3 separate regions of the Zea mays genome follow, and regions 1 and 2 are each linked to region 3. The links are chromatin contacts, called in public Hi-C maps. All regions are on one chromosome and are shown on one strand. The core of a region is the stretch at or near the end of the contact, and the rest is flanking DNA. Distances in the headings are between cores, read along the strand shown. Region 1 holds the start of LOC100382709. Region 2 holds the start of LOC103643406 (PHD finger protein MALE STERILITY 1-like). Region 3 holds the start of LOC100272692.

Evidence for each region. Hi-C and Micro-C count contacts between places; a contact is called where the count stands out from the background.
Region 1: a contact with region 3 is called in a Hi-C map of leaf, with 2.9 times the contacts expected there. The contact joins the promoter of LOC100382709 here to the promoter of LOC100272692 in region 3. A contact is called at or near these places in 6 of 25 Hi-C or Micro-C datasets (bundle sheath, ear, leaf and 2 more) and 1 of 3 datasets of contacts at active chromatin or transcription factors (leaf).
Region 2: a contact with region 3 is called in a Hi-C map of root tip, with 2.5 times the contacts expected there. The contact joins the promoter of LOC103643406 here to the promoter of LOC100272692 in region 3. A contact is called at or near these places in 3 of 25 Hi-C or Micro-C datasets (ear, endosperm and root tip).

Annotation. Positions count from the first base shown.
Region 1 is chr7:129,211,954-129,215,112 of Zm-B73-REFERENCE-NAM-5.0, reverse strand. LOC100382709 reads right to left here and starts at 1,569. Exons shown (of 11, transcript NM_001175432.1): 1 at 1,294-1,569; 2 at 1,128-1,215. The coding sequence starts at 1,534.
Region 2 is chr7:129,239,383-129,242,663 of Zm-B73-REFERENCE-NAM-5.0, reverse strand. It overlaps LOC103643406 (PHD finger protein MALE STERILITY 1-like), which reads right to left and starts at 1,948. Exons shown (of 3, transcript NM_001365559.1): 1 at 1,462-1,948; 2 at 864-1,146; 3 at 1-756. The coding sequence starts at 1,780. LOC100382709 reads right to left here. Exons shown (of 11, transcript NM_001175432.1): 10 at 3,111-3,201; 11 at 2,648-3,016. The coding sequence ends at 2,963.
Region 3 is chr7:129,065,540-129,069,084 of Zm-B73-REFERENCE-NAM-5.0, reverse strand. It overlaps LOC100272692, which reads right to left and starts at 1,727. Exons shown (of 5, transcript NM_001147147.1): 1 at 1,453-1,727; 2 at 1,268-1,362; 3 at 978-1,122; 4 at 49-327. The coding sequence starts at 1,678.

The DNA.
Region 1 (3,159 bases), core at 320-2,819, 150 kb before region 3:
AAAATCAGGAAGGTGAGTAGGTCTAACTGAATAAGTGAGCAAATTTAAGCCAAATCAAGAAAAAAGAAAGAAGGACAAGACAACTGTTTTCCAAATTCTTAATATCAGACGAATAAGCACAAGAACACAAAAGAGAGGAGGAAAGCGGTTTAACATAAAAATAATATCAGGTCCTCTGTAGCCACTATGTTACATAAACTTGCAGTCCCCCATCATCTTTGTCTCATAGATGATACATTACAATGCATATAGATTTAGCAACTGAAGTTACAACTTACACATTCCTGTTGCGTACCTGCAAGCGGTAAGTCCATCCAACCCTAAATGTAGGTCATTTCTGCCTTCACAACTTTTCTTACAGTGTAGGTCATCCTAGAATTTCTTCGAATATTTTACCCTTTTCTTACATCCTTAGCCCTGCTTAATAAATACTACCATTTACAAATGAGGGATTTACTCAGTATGGTACAAATGAGGCTGAGGGGCACCAAGGTCATTCGATCTATGTTGGCACAAAGACCGCAATTCTGGCTGCCAACAATCTATTTTCTTAATCTTATTACACAGGTCTACAACGACCAGCATTTGAAACCGGAGCTAGTAGCAAAGCTGGAACAATACTTGCCAGATATATTGTACTCCCTCTGTCCCAAATTAAAATTTATTTTAGTCTTTTAATGGATTCATACAATATTAATGTATGTGTTTTGTATATATGTCTAAATTCATCACTACCCATTTGAATATAGACATAAAAACCAAGAGCTAAAACGAATACTAATTTAGGACGGAGGGAGTATTTAATCAAACATCTTTGTCACTAATGCTGAACTTTGAGACATGGAAGTTACTATTAGCTAGCACCAAATACAAACTGCAATAGGCACTGAATCTGGCACAATGGAATCACTACCCAAAGATTGCATAAGAGTGACCAACCAAAACAACCAATATCAATCTGCACTTGCTTGCTGCGTACATACCCGCTCACTTGTTTCATATGCACACCATTATTAAAATCCCATATTAACCCATCCAGTTTTGTCTTCAGAACCCAATACTATCATCCAAACCATCTGATGAACTCATATCAGAGCTTAATATGCAAAATCAGGAAGCACTCAAACCTGGTGCCGTAGAGGATCTCCTCGACCTCCATCAGTTCCTCGTCAGTAGCAAGCTCGAGCACCAGCCTCAGCTCCGGGTCAGACATGTCTTCGGACATCAGAAATACACAATTAACATCATCCAGTCAACTTTGCAACAAAGCACAAATTCGTTCGCGCCGAATACCTTCCGCCGCTGCCGCGGTTCGGGCCGAAGTTGCCGCGCTGGCAAGGAGAAGAGACCTAAGGGGGGAATGGACCCTGCAAACTCCACCGGGACGAGGAGTGGCCGCGACCGCGGGACCGCGGTGCCCGGCACTGGAACAGCAGGTTTGGGTGAAACGCCGCGTGGGTAAGCAGGCAAGTGAGAAGCGGGTGGTGAGCGTGGTGAGGAACGGGAGGGGTTTTGGTGGTACGATGGGTGACATTGCGCGCGGCAACGATCGCCGCTCACCGGTTGTAGGACGCCGCGGAGCTCAGACCCGCGACGAGGTTCCCGAATTTTTTTGTTTTTTAGCCCTTTTTTTACAAAAATTTACGTTTGGACCGCCAGAAATTTTATTTGCAAGTTTGGACCCTTTGCTCGGCGCCATAGGTTGTGGCGCCGAGGTAACACAGCTCGGCGCCATAGCCTATGGCGCCGAGCGCTGACGTGGCAACGACAGTTTGGCTAGACGTGGAGGCTGACGTGTCCCCTAGCTCGGCGCCATAGATCTTGGCGCCGAGCTAGGGGTTTCGAACCGCGTCATTCTCCTCTCGCTCATTCTGTTCTCACGCCGTGTCGCCGTCTCGCCGAGCCGCCGCACAACCGCCGCCCCACTCTGCGCGCTCCTCCCAGCCGCTCGTCGCCCCTATGAGCCGCACGCCCAATGCCGCGGCCGCCGCGGCCTCCTCCGCCGCCGCGCCAGCGCCCCACGCCGCGGGCGCCTCCGCCGTCGCGCCAAGCCGCGGCCCCCTCCACCGGTCCAAGGCCGGCGTCCCCAAGCTGCAGCCCCCTCCACCGCTCCAAGCCCGGCGTCCCCACGTCACTGCCCTTGCCGTTCTCCATCGCCGTCAAGCCCCTCGTCCCCACGGCCGACCCTCCTCCCCACGGTAATGGTTTTACTTAGTTTTTAGTAATTATTTAGCTAATTTACTTGGTATAATGTATAGATTGATAGCTATTCACTTGTTAGTATAAATAGTTAGCTAAGTATTTATTTGTTAGTATATTTATTTAGTGATTATATAGTTAGTAAATTGGTAGCATATTGTTAGTGTATTGGATGTAGGAAAGCGAGTGATTATAAAGGGTTTAGCATATACATGTAGCAATATGTTTAGCACATTGATATCACATGGTTAGCATATTGTTTATTATGCTATCGTGCAGTATTCTGTGTTGGCAACCATCGTGTTGTTGTTTCTTTCCAGGTTTTAGAAACATCACTTTATAGGGGAGGTGCTGCCGAATTTTTTATTGACAATAGTATTTTTGTACATAGGTGTTCTTCCGACATGACCTTCTCCACCGTTTGCTGGACTCGTACGAGATCTAAGGTATAAATTGTTTTCGTACATTATTCATAGATTATGTAATTTCGTTTGATGTGGTCATTTAATATTTACTATATAGTTATTAGTTAATAAGTAGTTACTATTTATTTATTATTTAGTAAGTTTTTAGGCTTAAGTACGTAGCCATTATTAAGTTAGTAATCTATTTTTGCAATAGATGGACACCTAGTGACACTATACCATGGAGGAAGCGTGGGGATAGATGCATATGGGAATGTTACTTTTGATGATATGAAGATCGTGACCATGTTGTTCGATGAAAGACCATCTTTTGACAAGATTTTCGCTCGAGCTTGTGAGGAGATTAGTTGCGACATAAACGACCCTAGAATATCAATTCAGGGTTTGTTGTCCCATATTACATGTGGAACAGTTGTCCGACGGTTGATCTCCATTGCCTCAGAAGATGACTGGGTGAGATATGTAAGAATCGTGAAGACCATGCTTCCACCATGTTTGGATGTGGTTGTTCAGCTGTTATCTGTTACTCATCGTG
Region 2 (3,281 bases), core at 699-3,198, 170 kb before region 3:
TGGCTCGGCTCCTTCAGCACGTGGCGGTACAGGTGCATCAGGTCCCTCATGAGCTGCGCCCGCGTGAGCTGGAACCGGACCCTCATCTTGCCGCCGCCGTTGCTCGGCACGCCGCCCACCGCCGGGAGCACGCTGGACACGTCCTCCAGGCAGTACTCGAGCACCTTGGTCACCGGGTTCATCGCGCGTCGCACGACGTAGTTGCCGACGATGTGGTTGCCCAGGGACTTGAGCACGAAGTCGAGGAGGCCCGTGTCGCCGATGTAGGCGCGCGCCGCGTCGCGCACCTCCTGCCGCGTGACCCACCGCGCGGGCGGCTCGGTGCGGCGGAGAGCGTCCACCACGGCGCGGGCCGCCATGTCCACGCGCTTGGCCGACCACCGGCACGAGGCCTCCGACATGATGCCGCGGTAGTCCATGGCGGTGACGGAGGTCGCCGGGAGGCGCGTCCGCAGCTCGAGCATGAAGCGGAGGAGGTCGCCGAGGTTGAGCAGCTTGTGGCCGCTGATGGCCTGGTACTTGGTCACCACCACGGGGAGGTCCTGGCTGAAGCACGACAGGTGCGGCACGAGCACGCAGAGAGGTACCGACTGGAGCGCGTGCAGCGACTGCTGGTAGGACGGTAGCGCGACGCCGTAGCTGGGCCGGCCGAACCTGTAGCCCCACCGCCCGAACCACGTGTCGCCGTACGCAACGCCGTGCAGCAGCCGCAGCTCCATGTGCCCCTTCCTCGCCGTGTCGACGAGGCTCACCTTCCTTGCAATGGATAACCAAACGAAACACGAGCCGTCATGCACTCATATGATGCAGTGGCAGTGCACGGGGCACAACGAACGTGTTGCACAGTAGTTCGCGTTGCACACCTGACGTTCAGAGAGGAGCATATGCGATCCCAGAGGTCCATGATCTGCTCGCCGGCGACGAATTCGGAGCCGCCCTCGAAGCCGTGCAGGGCAACGAGGTGGCCGAAGCCGTTGAGGTGCACCACGCCGTGCAGCAGGTGGCCCCTGGAGGTCGCCGTGCCTTTGGACGGTTTCTCCGGGCTGTGGTTGATCCCGTAGTGCAGGCCGTCAGCTTCCACTGACAACTCCCTCTTGGGCAGCACGAAGTGGAACCGCTTGCTGCAGATCAGATGCCGACCCCAACCTGAAACAGAAACACCACGCGGGGGTTTCCTGGCAGAGTGAGCGCATATATCTGACAGTGGCCGAGTTGCTCGATCGTTATAGTTTTCTTTCTGCGGATCATAGTGCAGTTCGAGTCCGCTGTTCATTGTATTGGCGATAAAAAAAAATCGAATTAGTAGCAATTCTAATAGCTTTATCTAACAGTTATACTCGGCTGTCAGATGTATCATGCACGACCCCATGGTGTAACTTAGGACGTATAACTCGTGTACAGGGCACAAGGTTCAGCATCATCTATAGGATCGACAAAAGACAGTAGCAAAGCGGTGAGTACCGACGTGACGGCAGAGGTGGCACTGGCGCTGCGGCGACGTGTCGACCACTTCCTCGACGACGAAGAGCCTGACGACGGTGGGCGGGTGGCGGTGCAGCTCGAGCTGGAAAGACCAGCACTTGGTCTCGCCATGCGCGCCGGCCTCCAGGTGCGCGAGGCCGAGCAGCGCCCTGACGTTGTCCCTGAAGGCGCCCCCGCCGGCGAGCGGAGCGGGGTAGCCGGGCTGGCAGAAGGACTCGAACCGGAACAGCATCTCGCCGCGCTTCCGCCGCCGCGAGCTCCCCAGGCTGACCACCATCGTCTTATTATTGGCAGCCATGTCGCCGGACCGGACGCCGCGGAGCTGGTGGTGCAGGCGCGCGCTTTATGGCGTACAGTGTGCGAGGGAGGGTCGCCGTAGTGGTTCCATCGGCGCCTTGGTCTCACGCGGTAAGTGCCCAGGATTTAGAAAGCTTGGACGGTCTGGTGGTGGTGGAGTGTGCGCGCGTGATCACTGTGAGGCGCTGTAAACAATACGGCCCCCGACATCCTTCTAGACATATATGACGACGCTCGCAGCATGCATGGTTCCTCTGCTCTGTTCTGGAAAAAGTTTGCAACCAAAACCTCGTCTTTTTCCAGATATATGCTATCCGTGAACGCTAACGCTTCACGGTGGCGTTAGGCTAATTGTACGTGTTGGGCCTAGTCTTTCCGTTGGACAAAGGTATCGAGCTCCATGCATGCGCCGAGCAACACGCATTTGGAATTTGAAGTTATCGAAAAAAAAACATGGAAAATACGATTTTGAGACATCTCCGAGACTTGGACATTATAGCAAGCAGGCACTATGACAAAATTCACACCAGGTGATGATCATGAATGAGAGTAGTGTTTTCATATACAGGAAACAGGCAGGGTGTTACACGTAAATTCTGTGCTGTTGTGTTGTGTTGTGTTCAAGCATGACTGTAGATTGTGGCATCAGGCTGTGTCAATGAGATCTGCCTTGCCTAACCGAACGTTAGGAGGAATAGTTTAGGATAAGGGGAGCAATATTTTACAGTATTCAACCGGGGCAGAGCAGAATGCATGGTCTACAACTTCGGGCCCCGCGCGGAAGTGTGACGCCCAAGTAAATTCAGTCACAACTTCCGCGCTCACAGGGTAGGTCGCCGCCCAAATGACACTTGCGGAGCTCGTTGTTAAACATTACTGTATCATATTTTCATTGTCACGGTTAGGTTATTTTTGCTAAGCTTTACATCGATCAGGGGAGTAGCCGGTTGTGTTGTGCTCTATGACTGTCTCTGCGACCCAACGTCTTGTAACACCGCTCGTCTGTCACTTATACGCACTCACATTAGCAGTACAGTACTCCGAAGTCTGAAGCTATAACCTCGTTGTCCCGTGGAGTATTTGCACTGGAACCCGCAGAATCAGATGGTGATCTTCATGGCTAGAATGTACAATACGGTTGCTTTTAGATCAGAATGCCAGTTAGGCTAGTCCAGTAGCGATCTTACTCTGGTCCTTCACCATCAGATTCCACGTAACTTGTCCGAGTCAAACGAATCTGTTCAGCAGCAGCAGAAGAAATATAAATCAATGCAGTTAGAGACAAATAACGCGTCACCTCAGAAGACGGATGAAAATAGCATGAACTTCACCTGAGCAAATGCATAGACTGCCTGGACGATCCTAGCATAATCGGTGCCCAACATTTGAATCACAATATCAGCCAAGAGCGTCCCCCACAATCTGACCAAAGGGGTATAAATTACTAATAGGGCATGATATATCACTCCATGAAGGGATTCTGATTTATATGCTTTGTGGCC
Region 3 (3,545 bases), core at 478-2,977:
AGAGCTCGCGTGCGCGGCCGTGACAAGACGGGACGTCGAGACCCACACCTTCGCGTGTCGCGCGTTTCAGCGAGGGCGCGGAGGTCCTCGGCAGCGGCGGGGTCCCGGCCCGGCCCCGCGCCCGCGCGGTGCCCTGCTGCATCTGTCCCTGCGGCTGCAGGTCGACCCCGCCGGCGCGCGGGTCCCCCCCGCGGCAGTTGGACGAGGACGAGCTGGGGAGGGGCTCTGCCTCTGCGGCGGCGGGGCACACCGCTCCCTCCGCTGCCGGCGCGAGGCCCGCGGAGAAAATCGAGCTCAAGGGATCATCGCCGTCATCATTGTCATCATCTGCAGGACAGCAGGAGAGGTTGATTAGTCAGTTCCATCGGCTGAGTTCAAAACTGGGGAGTGACTGGCCAAGAAGATTACGCACACTAATGACTAATTTACTATTAGCAGTAGTAGAATCTCTGTCAGCACTAGTACAATCTAAACACGTAGAACCCAGATCTGTCTTTTCTTCAAAAGACGCGCCCTGCTATACCAGTGTAGTACTACGCAGTTGCCACTATATATATAATAATAATAATAATACTGAAACTAGCACACATAATGATTCTAATAACAAATTAACAATGTGCTACCAATCCATGCATCGATCATGCGCAAATCATGGGGCGGGCCGTGACAATTACGTGACGCTAAACTCCCGCGGGCCCCACGTCTCCGATGGCAACGCATTGACAAAACAACATTGTTTAACGCTTAGCTCTACGACCTGGCTGGCTCTGTCCTCGGCCTCCGTCCGACCCCGACCCCGACCCAACCCCCCACCACGGGGTGTGTGTACTTCACGCGAGGCGCGAGGGACCAACAGGACCTAAAATCTAACAGGTCCGTCCGTCTGCATTGCAGACGACGACGAAAGCCGGTCAATTTCAGTTGAGAGAGTGGGAGCGGAGGAGGAGGGGTCGATTCAAACGGGGGCGCTCGCTCACAGTGGACGAAGGAGTCGGTGGTGGGGGTGCAGTAGTCCTCCCCCCGCTCGTGCGTGACGCAGCAGCTGGAATTGAAGGCGGCCTGCTGCTGCGCCTTGAGCGGCTCGCCCACGTCGCCGTCGTGGCAGCTCGCGTCCCAGAAGCTCTGCAAAGGACACGCCAGGGGGGTTGGTTTGGTGAGCAAGTGCTAGCTAGCACTAGCAGAGTAAATTCATAGCTCTGGCTGCTACTGCTACTGCTAATGCCAGGAGGTATGGTATGGCCATGGTCTGCTGCTTCACCCGACGCACCAGGAGAAGGTCGTCCAGCTCGCCGGGGATCGCGGCGGCCACGTCGTGCGCCGACGGCGGCAGCGCGGGCAGCGCCGGCTCCATGCCTGTGGCGACTGCAAAGCCAGGAACAACCGATCGACGGGGATCATCATCAACAATCCGGGCCAAGGAAGGTCGCGAGCGCGCATGCATGCGACACGTACAGAGCGGGAAGAGGTCGTGGACGTCGGCGGTGAGGAGCCCGAAGCAGCCGAACGGCGCCGGCGCTAGCTGCTCCCACCCGAGCACGAAGCAGTCGCCGCCGCCGCCGCCACTGCCACTGCTGCTGTAGTTGTCGAAGCAGGTGGCGGTCGTACCAGCGGCAGCCATCCCCATCATGTGGAGCGGCCACGCTTGCCTCCCCTCCATCAGCTGCACCTCCCTTTCCATGGCTCGGTGTAGCGGCAGCAGGAGAAGGACGTGAGTGAGGCAGACAGTGTGTAAAGACTGAGTGGACTGTGAGAGAGGCTGGGTGGAGACAGACAGAGCTTGGCATGCTTAAATAGCAAGGCTTTTCGCCGGGGCGTGAAAAGCAAAAGCGCGCAGCCTACTAGCATACCGGAGTAGCATGTTAAGTCCACTACTTTGACACTCTACGCGGGTTCCAACGTGGGTCGCTATCTATCGGTGACATGCTACTGCTGATCGATATGACTCCAACGACGATTGGTTTGACCAATAATCCATCGATTAATCTATCGATCGGTTGGTCTGATCGGTAAATTTATCATCAATCGATACCAAGTACTCTCTTGTATAGGCTATCGTATCGGTTGGTCTGATCGGTACCAACGCGTTAGAGTCATTATCAATCGATACCAACTGTTCAGTTGGATGGGCCGATCGATACTAACTAGCATTGATATATGACAGATCCCGTCAGTTCAGTTGGTCGGTTGTAGCGACATGGCGCATGTCCTAATTAGCCCACGTGTGCGTCACGTCAGCTAACCGTTTTGAAATGCCTAAATTCCAAAAAAATAAACAAAAATAATCTAGTCTACAAACAGAGAACGACATTTAGGTTCATTAATATCCATCACTCTTCATTTCACTCCTACCACTTCATATTTCACTCCTCTCTCTTCTTTCACACTACCAAACCACTCTCGCCATGTCTTTCTTGTCCTTCGACATTAAGATGACCAAAGACGATGTACTCCATATACTGCATCAAACTTTAATGGATGCAACAATGATGCTTGCCTCCGGGTCTTCAGAGAGAGAGAGAGAGAAAGAGAGAGAGAGAGAGAGAGGATGTAGAAGCAGAGCTACATCGACCGGGATCGTGAAGCTGGCCACAACCTGATGATGTAAGACTACTTCAACGACCTATGTGTCTACCCTCCACTCTATCTGGTTAGCTAGCTAATTTCACTAGCAATTTTCTTAGACAGCTAACCATTAGCTCTAGTGCATGGAAACATGTCCAAAAGCAAGACTCTCTTGATTAGAAATTGGCTGACGTACATATCTGTTACTGTACAGCTGTGTCACTTGTTGTCTATGCCACGCCCCGCGCGGTGTCGCTCGCTACCTGTACCGGATGTACGTACACTTTCGTTTACCTTTTGCTGGCTGGGGGCGACTTGTATGGCGCAGTCAGCTAAGATAAGCCGTGGGCCGGGTGGGGGAGAGGAGAAAAAGAAAGAAAGAAAAGATACGGGTGTGGGGCTGATCGAGTACGTAGACGAGTACAAAGTCCAAGCGAAGCAACGAAAGCAAAAGATGAGGGTGGTTGAGCGCCGGCGGGGAGCTGAGCTCTTTCCTCGTGATTCGTTATGTTCTTCCCGTGCCGCCGCTTTATTTGTTCTCCTTTTGCTTGAGTGAGATCTTCTCTCCTTTTCTTTCTTTCTTTCTTTCCTTACGGTTTGTTCGTCGTCCATTCCATGTCTCTATTGTTTTTATATATATCTCTCTCTCTCTCTCTGGCTGTCATCCCCCAGTCACACCCGATCCATCCTACAATAACCTGCTTTTGTTTTTCTCGCTGATTCCATCGTCTTGTTCCTGGGAATCACGAATCAGATGCCTGTGGCTGTGGCCGTGTCAACCATTTCGAAAACTGTCGGCAGAGGTCCGTGTGCAGTTAGCCAATTCTTTTAGCGCCGAGCCATTTCTTCTCCGGCTCAGACTCAGAACTCTCCTCAGGCTCTTGGTCTTGGCCGTTTTAAGAATGACGGTAGGCCGGACCGCGAGTCTGCTATGCTTACGCCCCGCCGCATTTTTATACGTTTCGTGTCAGTTACGGGTAGGT